Regions from separate parts of the Mus musculus genome. Here all the other regions are linked to region 1. A link is a contact called in public Hi-C and HiChIP or PLAC-seq data. All regions are on one chromosome and are shown on one strand. The core of a region is the stretch at or near the end of the contact, and the rest is flanking DNA. Distances in the headings are between cores, read along the strand shown. Region 1 holds the start of A930018P22Rik (RIKEN cDNA A930018P22 gene). Region 2 has its middle 22 kb from the start of Gm39895. Region 3 overlaps D430041D05Rik (RIKEN cDNA D430041D05 gene).

The links. A called contact is a pair of places that touch in the nucleus more often than the background predicts. HiChIP or PLAC-seq counts read pairs in DNA pulled down with a chosen protein or histone mark.
Region 2: a contact with region 1 is called in a Hi-C map of cortical neurons, with 3 times the contacts expected there. The contact joins the enhancer-like site here to the promoter of A930018P22Rik in region 1. A contact is called at or near these places in 3 of 39 promoter capture datasets (fetal liver, liver and stem cell-derived epiblast-like cells), 11 of 484 Hi-C or Micro-C datasets (the G1E-ER4 cell line, adipose-derived mesenchymal stem cells, cerebral cortex and 6 more) and 3 of 115 datasets of contacts at active chromatin or transcription factors (embryonic stem cells, epiblast stem cells and fetal liver).
Region 3: an H3K4me3 HiChIP or PLAC-seq map of neural tube shows a contact between it and region 1, with 3 times the contacts expected there. The contact joins the enhancer-like site here to the promoter of A930018P22Rik in region 1. A contact is called at or near these places in 11 of 39 promoter capture datasets (the 3T3-L1 cell line, 3T3-L1-derived adipocytes, the C10 cell line and 5 more), 4 of 15 datasets of contacts at CTCF or cohesin (embryonic stem cells and pro-B cells), 10 of 484 Hi-C or Micro-C datasets (CD4 T cells, the N1E-115 cell line, cerebral cortex and 3 more), 13 of 115 datasets of contacts at active chromatin or transcription factors (astrocytes, bone marrow-derived dendritic cells, differentiating embryonic stem cells and 5 more) and 3 of 9 other capture datasets (embryonic stem cells, liver and pancreatic islet).

Annotation. Positions count from the first base shown.
Region 1 is chr2:104,120,823-104,125,332 of GRCm38.p6, forward strand. A930018P22Rik (RIKEN cDNA A930018P22 gene) reads left to right here and starts at 1,947. Exons shown (of 2, transcript NM_026634.2): 1 at 1,947-2,507; 2 at 3,667-3,924. The coding sequence starts at 2,009. The coding sequence ends at 3,752.
Region 2 is chr2:103,869,640-103,874,149 of GRCm38.p6, forward strand. No RefSeq gene overlaps it. Among named protein-coding and RNA genes, the nearest start is that of Gm39895, 22 kb to the right of the region's middle. Within about 2 kb of position 2,517, at least 22 of the 459 cell types and tissues checked have an H3K27ac peak or open chromatin away from gene starts, as enhancers often do. A contact at or near this core is called in the G1E-ER4 cell line and cortical neurons, where this site is marked.
Region 3 is chr2:104,365,703-104,370,212 of GRCm38.p6, forward strand. The region is part of intron 1 of D430041D05Rik (RIKEN cDNA D430041D05 gene); the gene reads right to left. Among named protein-coding and RNA genes, the nearest start is that of D430041D05Rik, 43 kb to the right of the region's middle. Within about 2 kb of position 2,414, at least 50 of the 459 cell types and tissues checked have an H3K27ac peak or open chromatin away from gene starts, as enhancers often do. A contact at or near this core is called in cerebral cortex, embryonic forebrain, neural tube and 1 more, where this site is marked.

The DNA.
Region 1 (4,510 bases), core at 697-3,196:
TTTATTTTATTTTTTGCTACCTCCACAAATACATCTACCTAGAAAACAAACATAAAGGCTGGACTGCATTTTTGAGAACGTTTTTCTGAAATACTGGGAACTGAGAAGGAGATGGGAGTACCCCAGCCCTCATGTCCACACCAGCACAATGGTTAATTCAGATTAGTAATAAAAGGCTGTTTTGTGTTTCTTAGAATAGCATGGCCCTTAGATTATGGCACAAACAACCTCCAGAAAGAGCCAGCCTGCTGCCAGGAAGAGGGACTTGAAGATCAGAGGCCAGGAAGACAGCCGTAGCCTTGCCATGGTGGGACACAGAGTCCCTTATAAAAACAGGTTCTTGATGTCACAGATGAAAGAATTTTAAAAGCAAGACACAAAAGGGAACTTGAGGGCAATGTATTGGAGTTAGAAAGAGAAAACAACAGGTCATGCAGCGGGAGGGAAAGATGCCCTCTTTGGTTCACAAGCCAGAATGTGCCCATGTTCACCAGCGACCATCTGCAAGCAACTAGATGAGGGGCAGATGATGACATATATAAATATTTCACTAACGGGAAAGCTGCTCTTGAGCACACCTACTTTATATTTCATCATTTAGCTCAGGTTCCTCTTGTTTGAGTAATAAAATATCCTTTGCTCTTTGATGCAGGAGGTGGAGGAGGGGCTCAGACCTATTTTACAAACAACTAAACAGTGCTATTGAAATGGGTTAGTCCGGTACGAGCATTGAGTGCTCCTGCAGAAGACCCTGATCTGATACAGTCTCCGGCACCCATATCCTCCTGACCTCTGTGGGCATCTGAGTGCACACACACACACACACTCATGGTTCCACACACAATAAAACTTAAAAAGGAAAAGAGAGAAAACATGTACATGTCCAGCGACATGCTAGGCATGGTGATGCTCGTCTCTGACGCCTGCCAGGTAAGAGAGACAAGAGGATTGCTGGAATTATGTGGCCGACCACATGGGAAGTTCTAATCCAACTTGGGTTACACAAAAGCAAACAACCAGCCTCTCCTCCAAGTCAAACTGCTTGCCCAAGACTAGCAGTCTGGATATCAGACTCCATCTTTTGCTGCCCCACCCCATGTATTTAGCACATATCTGTATACACAAGTTCGCTCACGGAGCTGAGCCTGCGCTTCCATGACCTCCAACCCTCCCTGCTCATTCCTGCAGGTGATCATTAAAAGAGTAAGCAGCCTGAAGGAAATTGACTTCTCCTTAGTTACTGGCTCATAGTTCATAAAAATGAGCTGTACATGTCTCTTGGACAGAACATCCAGTTCTCAGGGATGGGTGTGGTGTTTGAGGTGGGCCCCATAATTTCCTTTTGGTGTTTTGCTGCCTGTCAGCTCCTGATAACTTATGTGTTCAGAAGAGAATTAAACTGCATTTCATAAAAAAAAAAAAAAAAAGTTGTTTGCCTCAGGGTCATTACAAACTCAGACTGCTTCCCCATTTCCAGAATATTCCATAGCATCTCTACATTTACCAGAAAAATTTCCTTTTCTCCCTCTGTAGAGAATGAAGTCAGCCACACATTTTTTTTCAGTTTCTAAATAATGAGTCAAGATTGCTAGGACAAAGGGTCTGGTTGTTAGGAAATATTTTCCACTCCCTGATAAAAGGAGAAAGCTGAATTTCTCTCTCAGCCTCGGCCAACTCTGTGTGCAGTATTAGCAGCAGAAAAGAATTGAAGGCTTCTGGGAGGAGTCTAGGGCCCGAGACTAAAGTGTGCCTGGGCTATTTTGGGGCGGGTAGTGCAGGGCAGCAGCTGCACCAAAAGAGGTCAAGGACGATAGCTTTGCCCGAAGCTGACTCGTGGGGCGGGGCCTCTGCTCTCCAGAGCTCCGCCTCCTAGGGGCGTAGCTAGAGCGAAGGGTGGGGCCACGCTCCGTCGGGGCGGGGCCTGTGGAATCTCCGAACTCCTAGACACGGGGCTTTGGCGCGCGTCTCCCGGCGCGGGGTTCCTCTCACGCAGCCTCCCATTCAAAAGATGCCGAAGGGGCGGCGCGGCAGCCAGAACCCCAAGATGAGCCAGCGGCCGGCCCCGCCCCTCTACTTTCCGTCGCTCTACGACCGGGGCATCTCGTCGTCTCCGCTGAGCGATTTTAACATCTGGAAGAAGCTCTTCGTGCCGCTGAAGGCGGGCGGGACGCCGGCGGCCGGGGTGGCAGGAGTAGCGGGGGTCCGATCCCTGCCTCTGGCACCCCCAGCTACGGTGCCGCCGCCGCCGCCTGGCCTGGGTCCCCCCAGCGAGCGCCCGTGTCCTCCTCCCTGGCCGTCCGGCCTGGCTTCTATTCCCTACGAGCCTCTGCGCTTCTTCTACTCGCCGCCTCCAGGCCCCGAGATGGCAACTTCGGCCCTGGTCCCCGGCTCCACGACCCCCTGGCTCGCATCCGCCTCCCACCCTGAGGAGCTGTGCGAGCTAGAGATCCGGATTAAGGAGCTGGAGCTGCTCACAATCACTGGGGACGGCTTCGACTCCCAGCGCTGTGCGTGACTGCCAAACGAGCCCAATCCTAGCTGCCTTAATTGCCCCCTAGAGTCAGGCAACAGAATGTGACCCCAGCCCTAGGAGTTCCACCCCCAAATATCTGTCCTCCAGAGGTTCAGACCCCCACGTGCTGAATTTCAACCGACCCCTGCCTCCCCACACACCTGAGCTATTCAAGCCCTTTAGTTTTAAACCCTTAGGGGCTAGCCCTTGAAGTAATTTGACACTGACTCTTCACACCTGAAGCACACTCTTCTTAAATTTAGCAGTCCTACACAGTAAGACCACATTTCTGTAATCTAGAGCTCCACCCACAACAGGCTCCCTATCTCTAGAGACATTAATCTTCAGTATTCAAATCTTAAGCTGGGTCTGTGGGTGGAAGGAGATCATAAGAATCGCCCAGACCTTGAAGCCCCACAGTCATTCACTGAGGAGCCTTGGCCTCTGCCCTTCCCTGGGCCCCAAACCCTCGGACAAGATCTTGGACTTTGACATCTGGTCTAAAGTCTGAGGTTTTGGGGATCCACATCAGAGCAGAACAAGTGCTGATGTAAGCAGGAATCCTCTGGTATATGAACAGATGCCTCTCTAGCGGACAGTAAGGCAGTTAGAGCCAGCCATATTTCCAGAAGGACTAATTAAATTGCTCAGGAATTAGTAGCCTGAGGCTATCCTGATTCACCCCCTGTTCTAAGGCTTGAATTGGACTATTAGAGGAAGGCACATGGCTCTGGAAAGATAATTTCACCTCTGCAGCACAACAGGTTAAATTGGTCCTCTCTGCCACATAGTGGGGTGAAGTATGAAAAAAAAGATACACGTAGGTATGCATGGTCATTGGGATGCTCTCTAATTCATCTCTGCAGGAGACATACATAGCCGCGGGAGGAAAAAGTCCCCAGAAATGGCCTTTTCAGATGTGTGAGTTAGATAAGGTTGGGCTTCTAGGAGATTTTAGGGTCGTGCATAATTACTTCTCAGAATCTTGCTCTGGAAGTTAGTAAATTGCTTCTCAGGGTGTAGATGGTACATGCCTGGAATCCCAGTACTTAGGAGGCTGAGGCGGAGGGATCAAGAGTTCCAGAGCCACCTGGAGCTATATAGGAAGACCCTGAAAACCCAGCCACAGCTGAGTCTGTTTTGCTCTCCTACAGATAAATTCCTGAAGGCGCTGAAAGATGAAAAATTACAAGGACTGAAGATGAGCAGGCAACCTGGAAAGTCGGCCTCCTGCTCCTGAGGAGCTGCCCCCCACGCCCCCCGGAGCTGGGCAGCTGCCTCCTTAGGTGTTAGTGCTTAGATAATGTGTCCTAGTTGTTGTCATTTCAAAGATGGTTATTTTCTGTTCTGTATTTACTACTGTTATCATTGCTCTCAGCACATACTTCACATACAGTGCCCACTTGCATGGTAAATCTTATAGCCTCTTTCCTCTGGGCTGATGCTGGGGCTCTCCTTCATGGGATATGCAGTTGTTGTCTGGCCTGCTATTCAGAGTCTCCTGTGACTCAAAGAGTGGACCCAACACTATCACTGCCAGACATACTGGGCTGGCCAGTGTATACAAGAGACTCAAAGCCCCGGCAATAAATCCTGGTCCTGATGTTGGCTCTCAGCCATATAGGCAACCCTCGAACTAAATTTAGAACTTGAGTTGCCCTTCATCTCAGTAATTTTCATTTTTAGAAGTAATTTGTGCTTCAAAAATTTCTTTTTGAAACACAGAATTCTGGTAATCTTTTTAAAGACATGGTCTTTCTAAGAAAATCACATATAACACTTAAGAGGTATTTATCAAGTGCTTATTAAACACTTAGTCCCCCGTGTAAACACTTGGAATTGGGGATGGGGAAAAACATGAGTGAACTACAAGAAGGCATCCTAGAGAATGACATGCCAATCACAAAGAATGACATGTCAAACGATGAAAGGGAGAGGGCAGTAAGGACAGCCAGACTATATCCCAAGGAAGACAGAGTGGGCTTTTAAATATGGTCT
Region 2 (4,510 bases), core at 1,267-3,766, 250 kb before region 1:
ATTTATTATGTATGTCAACATGCAGAATAATTCTTGGCACATATGATAGTTATCATGGATGATCAATGTGATGGAATCTCGAAACACTAGGAAGATAAACGTCTGGTCTTGATTGTGAGGGACTCTGGAGATTAAAGCAGCCCCTGGGTGTGTCTATGAGAGATTAGCTACACTTGGGTAACTGATGGGTGATGTCCCATCTTAAATGTAGGTGGTACTACCCCATGAGCTGCGGTCCCCAATGAGTAGAAAGGACACACACAGTAAGCTGAGAACGGCATTCATCTCTCTCTGCTTCTTGATTGCAGGCACAGCATAGCCAGTTTCCTCTGGTTCTTCCAGTCATGAGTGTCTTGATGTTATAAACTGTACCCTCAACTGTGACCCTTCCTCCTTTAAAGTGTCTTTGGTCAGGCATTTTGACACAGGGTCAAAACAAGTTAAGTGAGTATTTAATACATGACACTGAATGGCCTACAATGAGGTCATCGTTTTCATTGTTTACTTCTCTGTCCCTGGTGAAGTAATCTCATCCCTCGTGGTGGTGGTGATGGTGGTGGTGGTGGTGGTGCCAGCATGTGTCTGTTGGCAGTGGGGTAGATGGCAAAAGGGAGGTTATGGTCCAGATTCTGATTCTAGACAGCTTATTTTTTTGTTTATTCCCCTTTATCCGAGTTTAAATGGGGACAAAAGACACCGCCTTACCTCATCTGATTTATGTGTCATTTAAATGAGACAGTTTCTGTGATTCATTGTCTAGACACTTAGTTACCCTCCCTAAGTGTTAACATGGGTTACACATTTATAATAACCTTATGAATACAGTACACTCCCCTACAATATGTGCTCTATGGCTTTATTTAAAATATTATTTATCTATTTATTTATTATTTTTCAAGACAGGGTCTCTCTGTGTAGCCCTGGCTGTTCTGGAACTCGCTCTGAAGACCAGGCTGACAAATAGTTATTTCTTTTATTTTATGTGTTTGATTATTTTGCCTGCACGTATGTTTGTATGTACACTGTATGCATGTTTGGTGCCAAGAGAGGTCAGAAGAGGACATCAGATCTTCTGGAACTGGATTTAGGAATGGTTGTGAGACACCTCAAGGGTGCTGAGAACTGAACCCAGTAACTCTGAGGAGGCAACAAGTGCTTGTACCTAAGAGCCATCTATCTCTCCAACCCCTGTGGTTATTATTATTGTTGTTGTTATTATTATTATTGTTATTATTACTACTTTGTTTTTGAGATGGGGTCTGACTCTGTAGTCCTGGATGTCTTGGGACTTGGTATACAGACCAGGCTGGCCTCAAACATCAACCTGCCTCTGCCCTCCGAGTTCTGAGATTAACAGTGTGTGCACCGAGCCTCATGACGTATCTTTATGTTCTGCGGATGGGTGTTTTGCCTGCTTGTATGTCTATGTACCACATGCACTCCTGGTGCTCTCGGGAGCCAGAAGAGGGAGACGAATCCCCTTGAACTGGAGTCACAGACACTTGAGCTGTCACATGGGTGCTGGGCATTGCACCTGGGACCTCGGCAGGAGCAGCAAGTGCTCTTATCTATAGAGTCATCTTTCCAGCCCCATTGCTTTAAACTTTGTATAAATGCTCACTGAGGAAACCCTGAAGAACACATAGAGATATAACAGCCACTCCAACAGGTCAATACTACTAATATTTTGGTGCCTTTTTGAGTGTTTTTTTTCTTCCTTCTCAAGTGTTCTATCTTTTTAATAGGACATCATGTTACAATCTATTTTTAAAAAGTAATCTTGGCATTAAACTGTGATCCTTTCTCTGTGGACAAACTGTCTCTTAAAATACATATTCTTGTAGAAGTAGCCACACCCTGGGTCAGATCATTTATTACTTAAAATTACTTCAAACCATTTTTTTTTTTAAATTGGAGGGTGGAGTGGGAGGAGGGATTGCCTGTGCCTGCTAGACTTGGGAAGCATGACACACAACATCTCAGAAAATGAACAGCCTCCATCAGCAGGCAGATGGCTCTGAGGCGCTCTCCTGAAAAGAATCCCCTCACGTTGATTAGATCAATGTTCTCTGAGCTAATTTGGCACTGTGGAACCATTTATCCTCACGGCTCCTGCTAGTGTCTTGGGCTCATTTGAGGAAACATTGTTGCAGGCTCATGGCTCTTAGGAGTAGGGGACAGCTCTTCATCACTGTGTTGTTCCCACACGGCTTTACAACTGGGCTTATTAGAAATTATGAAAAGTAAGTTTAGATTGACGAAGCCACTTCCTGACCAACAGCCACACACAAATGTGACTTGGGGGCCAAGGGTAGCGACCGAGGCTGTGCTCCAAAGGGTGCCTCTCAGTGTCGTGCTAATTGGTCCCTCTGGGGATGAGCCTGTGAACTCAGTCTCATTAGCACAGCACAAGTGCACAAAACAGCTGAGTTAGTTTGTCTGGAGCCCCTGACAGTCTTTTCTTACCCTGATTCTCGTGCTGTCCTCCAGGTGGCGATGCTGGTTTGTCATCTCCTGAGATCCCAAAGCCTGAGCCAAGAGCCTGAAGGCAAGGGAGACACTGAGACCGGCAGCATCAGAGGTGCGGGCAGGGATGGGGACACACACAGCTGCTAGCTCTGTAATTGCACATCCTCATGCACTGGGTGTCCAGGCACAGGCAGGATTTTTGATAAATCAGTAAGCCAAGAAAAAAAAAATGCTGTTAGCCTTTATCAGCAACGTTCCAGGTGTGTGTGTGTGTGTGTGTGTGTGTGTGTGTGTGTGTGTGTGTGGTGTGTACAGGCATGTGCATGAACAAATGTGTCACAGCACATGTATGAAGGCCAGAAGACACTCGAGGGAGTTGGTTCTCTCTGTATAGCATGTTGGCTCCTGGGATTGAACTCACATTCTCAGGCATGGTGACAGATGTGTCATCTTGCTAGTCATTTCTTTAGCTGGACCTGATAGAACACCAGGGCTCCCTTCTTGGTTAACGATCTGCTAAATAAATTGCATGCCCTTGTGTTTTCATGGGTGGTTGGTTCTAGTACTTGCTGGATATACTCATGTATACTCAGGTCTTTTTTGTTTGTTTGTTTGTTTTTGTTTGGTTTTTGGTTTTTGGATTTTGGTGTTTTCTGGTTTTTCGAGACAGGGTTTCTCTGTATAGCCCTGGCTGTCCTGGAACTCACTTTACAGACCAGGCTGGCCTCGAACTCAGAAATCCGCCTACCTCTGCCTCCCGAGTGCTGGGATTAAATGCGTGTGCCACCACGCCTGGCTTATACTCAGGTCTTTATGTAGAGAGGCATAGCGTTTCTATATAACCAGTGCATGTCCTCTGTGTACTTTGTACTTCAAATCACCTCTACTACAGAATACAATTGTAAATAATGATTTTTTTTAAAGTTCACCATTTTGTGTTGATATTTTTGTTGTTGTTGTTGTTTGTTTGCTTGCTTTTGAGACATATTTCTCTATGTAGTCCTGGCTCTCCTGGAACTCACTCTGCAGACCAGGTTGGCCTGGAATTCAGAAATCCCCCTGCTTCTGCCTCCTGAGTGTTGGGACTAAAGGTGTGCACCATCACTGCCAGGCTTGATATAATTTTTTTTTAAAGATTTATTTATTCATTATATGTAAGTACACTGTAGCTGTCTTCAGACACTCCAGAAGAGGGCGTCAGATCCTGTTACAGATAGTTGTGAGCCACCATGTGGTTGCTGGGATTTGAACTCCTGACCTTTGGAAGAGCAGTCGGGTGCTCTTACCCACTGAGCCATCTCACCAGCCCTATAATTTTTATATATCTTTTAAGATACAAAGTTTCACTATCTCAGGCTGGTTTCAAGCTAACCATGGAGGTGAGGATGATGTTGAACTCTTTGTCTTCTTACCTCTCCCTCCTGCGTGCTGGGTCACAGGACTGCACAACCTATGTGATCTATGTGATGCTGGGGAGGAACTCAGTGCCTTCATCCCTGACACACCGCACATGCTCCGCTCTCCCGGTCCTTCGTAGCATCCATTTTTCCCCCAAATATTTTTAATAGGTTGGAACTGAGGTTGTGGGACACACAAGTATAGGGCTGACTATAATTAATTATAGCTCTGGGTTATAGTTGTTAGAATTACAACTTGGGTGGTACAGGGTTTTTAATGCCTCTTATCTTTCTATGCCTGGTAGACATTATGTAATATTGGCATATCCAAAACTGAATGGATCTGAAGCCATAAGACTGAGAGACTTGAGAACCAATATTCTGTTACAGGATGGTCACTTAGAAACACGTGGACATTCTTTTTAAAAACACACATATCCCCCTAGTGAATGACACATTTCTTCTTCTTCTTTTTTTTTTAATCATTTTTAACTGTGCAAGTGCTGGTACTCACAGAGACCGGAGGTGTTGGGTCTCCCCAGAGCTGGGGTTAAGGTCATTTGACAGATGCTAGTACTCAGGGCTTCTTCAGTACATAGTCTTAACTGCTGAGCCATCTCTCCAGTACCAGAACTGTGCATTTC
Region 3 (4,510 bases), core at 1,164-3,663, 250 kb after region 1:
AATAAACAAATAGACCAAGAATAGAAACACTTTGTTTCTATTCAAAATGGATTTGATAGCCATTAACATATCTACGGAATATGCAGATAATATGAATGAATAATGTACAGTCATCCATTGGTATTTATGGGAGGTTGGCTTCAGATTCCTCACACAGATACCAAAACCTGTGCATGCTCAGGACTTCTATATAAAATGTCATACTATTAGCACATAATCTAGGTATATCCTCCCATGTACTTTGAATTGGATCTAGACTATATATTCTATTCAATGTAATGATAACGCTAAATACATAGCTTGCCCTCATTTCATTTCTGTTGCTGTAACCAAATACTTTGACTTAAAAGTAGGTTTGAGGAGAAAAAGTTTTAATTCAGCTTAAAATTCCACCATTGATGGAAAACTCAAGTAGAAACTCAAGGCAAATAGTCATATCATACCCACAGTCAAAAGTAAAGAAAACAAATGCACCCATGCTTGCTTGCTCTCACCTAGACATCTCCTGTCTTATGGGATTTGGAGACACCACCACACACACCTAGGGAATGGTGCCACCCACAATGGGCTGGGTTTTCCCGTATTGATTAACAATCAAGACAATCCCCCACAATGATGCCCATAAGCAAATCTGATCTAGCCAGTTCAACTGAGGCTCTCTTAGGTGATTCTAGATGTGACAAGTTGACAAAACTAACCAACACATGGCTGTTTTACTGTTTTATATAGGAACTGATGACAAGACGAAAAAAGTCTACACATGCTTAGTACAGACATATTTTTTTCTAAATATTTTCAATCCAGCCAACACAGAACCTTCAGATTATAAGAGCTACCTTTAAGTCAGATGCAACAGGGAAAATAAAATAAAATAAATAAATAAATAAATAAATAAATAAATAAGGAGTTCCCCACAGCCTGTTGGAGGAGGAATTCTCCAGTGAGCAGCTGCATAGAAACCTAAAGTGAGATACAGTCACAGGGTGACAGGAGGGAAGAGGGCATGCAAGGCACAGGGGAACAGAAGGTGTAAAGGCTAGATGTGAAAACAGTAGTCTAGACAGATGGTGTGGCTGGAGGTGGGGGACAGATCATGAGGACAGTGTTCTTCAAACTCCAGAGGCCAGGATGGAGCTCAGTGGTACAGGACATGACTAGCAAGAGGCTCCGGACTTCATCTCCAGTCTACGAAAATAACCAAGTTAGCCTTAAAGCCTACCTGAGCTGTCCAACAAGCATCTACAAGGTAAAATGCAGTTCAGCAAGCAAGATGGCTCAGCCGATAAAGGACTTGCTGTATCGACAAACCTGACTACCTGAGGTTGATCACTGGAACCTACATGAAGGTGGAAGGTGAGAAGCCAACTCGAGAAAGTTGTCCTCTGACCCCCACATATGCCTCGTGACGCATGCATACCCATAGTCTCATGCATGCTCACGCTCATGCACGCGAGCACGCACACACACTACACACACACACACACACACACACACACACACACACTACACACTCATACATTAAAATGTAGTTTAAACAAATTTAAGTGCCATTCAGTTGTATTAGCCACATTTTAAAGTTGTCACCTACGTGCTAGTGTCTATCACACTGGGAAGAGCAGATATGCACTACTTCCAGCAGGATGCAGGAAATTCTCAGGAAGTGCAGTTACACAGCATTCTTTCTCTGAGTGTGTGACCTCTGGTGTCCCCTGGCAGAATCACAAGTGTGTCCACAATGAACAGATGAATGGGTTTCCTGAATAGAACACTCTGGATTTGTATTGTCTCATAACCCAGCTGGCATCCAGCTGCAGACAGAGTCAAAATGACTCTCACATCTACTGGCCACACATGGTGGGTAACAGTTGCTCTGCTTCAATTTCCTTCTTCATAAAGTAACGATTAACAAATAATCACCCACTATTTATCTTGGATGGGGATGATTTATCAAGGCGGGGTGGGGCTACAGAAATTATGGGATCCCAAAGAAGAGCACTTGAAGATTGGGAACAGCTGCCTACTAACAGCATGCTATTTACATTCGCATTTCCAGGCCTTCCTCAAGAGCTGAAATCAAATCTAAGGCAGGTATAATACATGGGACTCTGCTGATAATCAGCCGACATTCCAGAAAACGTCCTGCAGGAGAAGGCAGTGAACCACAGCATGGAGGGCTTCCCAGGCACCTACTCAGGGGTGGCCACTCAGCCTCTGGGATCTGAGGCTGGCTGCAGCTTGAAAAAAAAGGGGGGGTGTTCTTTAAAGACAGACAGAGTCGTGTTTGCCAGCTTCTCTTTGGCCCATTTCCATGGCAACAGTATAAAGAAAGAAATTCGTGGACATGAGGGTCCTGTCTCAGGCTTTGACTCGTCATGTAGCTTCAAGGGACAAAAGGACTGTGCCAGCATACGCAGTGTGAGCCAGGAAGAAAAGACAGATGGGGATGTGTCTTTCCACTGCAGTAGCCAATAGAGAAGTTGTTGGCCAAAATCTGAAGGCGAATGCTCACATTCAATTCACACCCTCCACTTGAGCAGGACACTAGCTCCCTTTCTAGCTACAGGCTTGGGTAATGCTCTTGCTTTCTACATGTAGGTCGGGGTAGGCAAAGAAACACACACACACACACACACACACACACTACACACACAGAGGCCTAATAAATAAACACAAAATGAAACCTATTTTCTCTGCTTGCAATCAAAGAATTGTACATGAAAACAAAATTATAATATTATTTCAATTGTCAGACCAACAAAGGCCTTTTGTTGTCTGGGTGGAAGGGGCCAGTTCTTTTATTGGTATATATTAATTACACACAATAATGGGCATGGTGATAACATTTTTATGTGTGTGTATAACTTTGATCATGTTTATCTCCTCATTGCCCTCTTTTGACCTCTTCCCCATTCTGATCCCTGTCTCCTTCCAACCTCACCCTTTTCTTCCTGAATATCTGCTTGAGTTTGGTTTCCCTTGGTGTTTTGGTAACCCAGGGAATTCCGCTGAGGTTGCCTACAGACACAAGAGCAATTCACCACCAGCTTCATCTCTGAAGGAAAGTCTCTGCCTCTTCCAGCAAGCACTGGCTGCCTGTATCTCCTCAGGGAGAGGTGGGCATGTGAGCTTGTACCTGCTTGCATTTTAACAACAGCCAGCACTACTAACATGTAGAGAAATGGGCTGTCCTCTGCACTGCTCACGTAACACAAAGGATTACTTCATAGGTGTATCCAAACCTTAAAAATGTGCCCCACCCCAACCCCCAATCCAATAACTCTCTTCCAGGAATAACCAGAAATAAAACTAGCAATTTATATGAAAGGCTTCCATCAGATATATTTATAGTAAGGGTAAAGAGAAGTCCTCTATAAAAATCCATCAATAAGAGGAAGGGTAAATGAGCTACATTGCCTGGGAGATATATTGTGTGTCATTGTTCTAAAGCTTCTTTTACAAGATTATTGATCATCCATGGAATATTCATTTCCTAAATTACCATATTATAGAATAATATAATTCTGTGTTAGATCCATATGGCATACAGTTTAATTTTTTACTCTGAAGGCACTTAAGAACACCGCAGGAATAATCCATAATGATGATCCACATGGCTGGGAACTATGATTTTAATAGACTCCTAGACTGGTGGCTAATTCAAAGTGGCAATTAATAAAAACACTCAGTGGTCGATTCGCTGAATTAAGAAATGATGACATCACAGAGGCTTTGCCAATGGCTCGCTGAGTTTTCTAGGACACTTCCGGGAAATTTAAAAGAGTCTCTGTTTCCATAAGGATCCAGATCCAGAAATTTGTTGTTATGAATATGAACATCCTACCTAGAAACTGGATGCACAATACTCTCTCCCTCTGCAGCAAGACAAAGGACAAGGCAGAGAGAAACACAACTCGAGCCTCAGTGGTGCAGGGTTCATGCCCACAGGGCCCTCCAAAGACATTAAGGTTTTCACTGTATGGGTCACTTTCTTTGTATATCTAGGACCTAAAACAGGACCAGGCCTGTTGATACAAACAAACATTTAAGTGATCAATAAGTAAAGGTAAATTCATAAATTATATTATACCTTTTATTTAAAATCAGAAATTTTAAATTTGCATATTTTCTACATGAATGCATGACACATCTTCTAGAAGTGATTACTATAAACCTAGCAAAAGTCGTGCTTTAGAAATGACTCCTAAAAGAACAGAGGTATGTGTGTGTGTGTGTTGCATGTTTGAATATGTATGTGTGCAAAAGCCAGAGTTTACATCAGATATCTTCCTCGATCTCACTTGAACCCAGAGCCAGAAAGCCAGTTTGCAGCTAGATTGGGGATCTCTGTCCCCTGCCTCCTGCACACTGTGATTGCATATAGCTGGGCTGCCATTCCCACTCAGCACTCAGGGTCCTAGGGGATTTGAACTCCAGTCTTCACAATTGTGTAGCAAGTGCTTTACCTGCCGAGCCATCTCACCAGCTCAGCTTCCTAAAAGATGACTAAAAG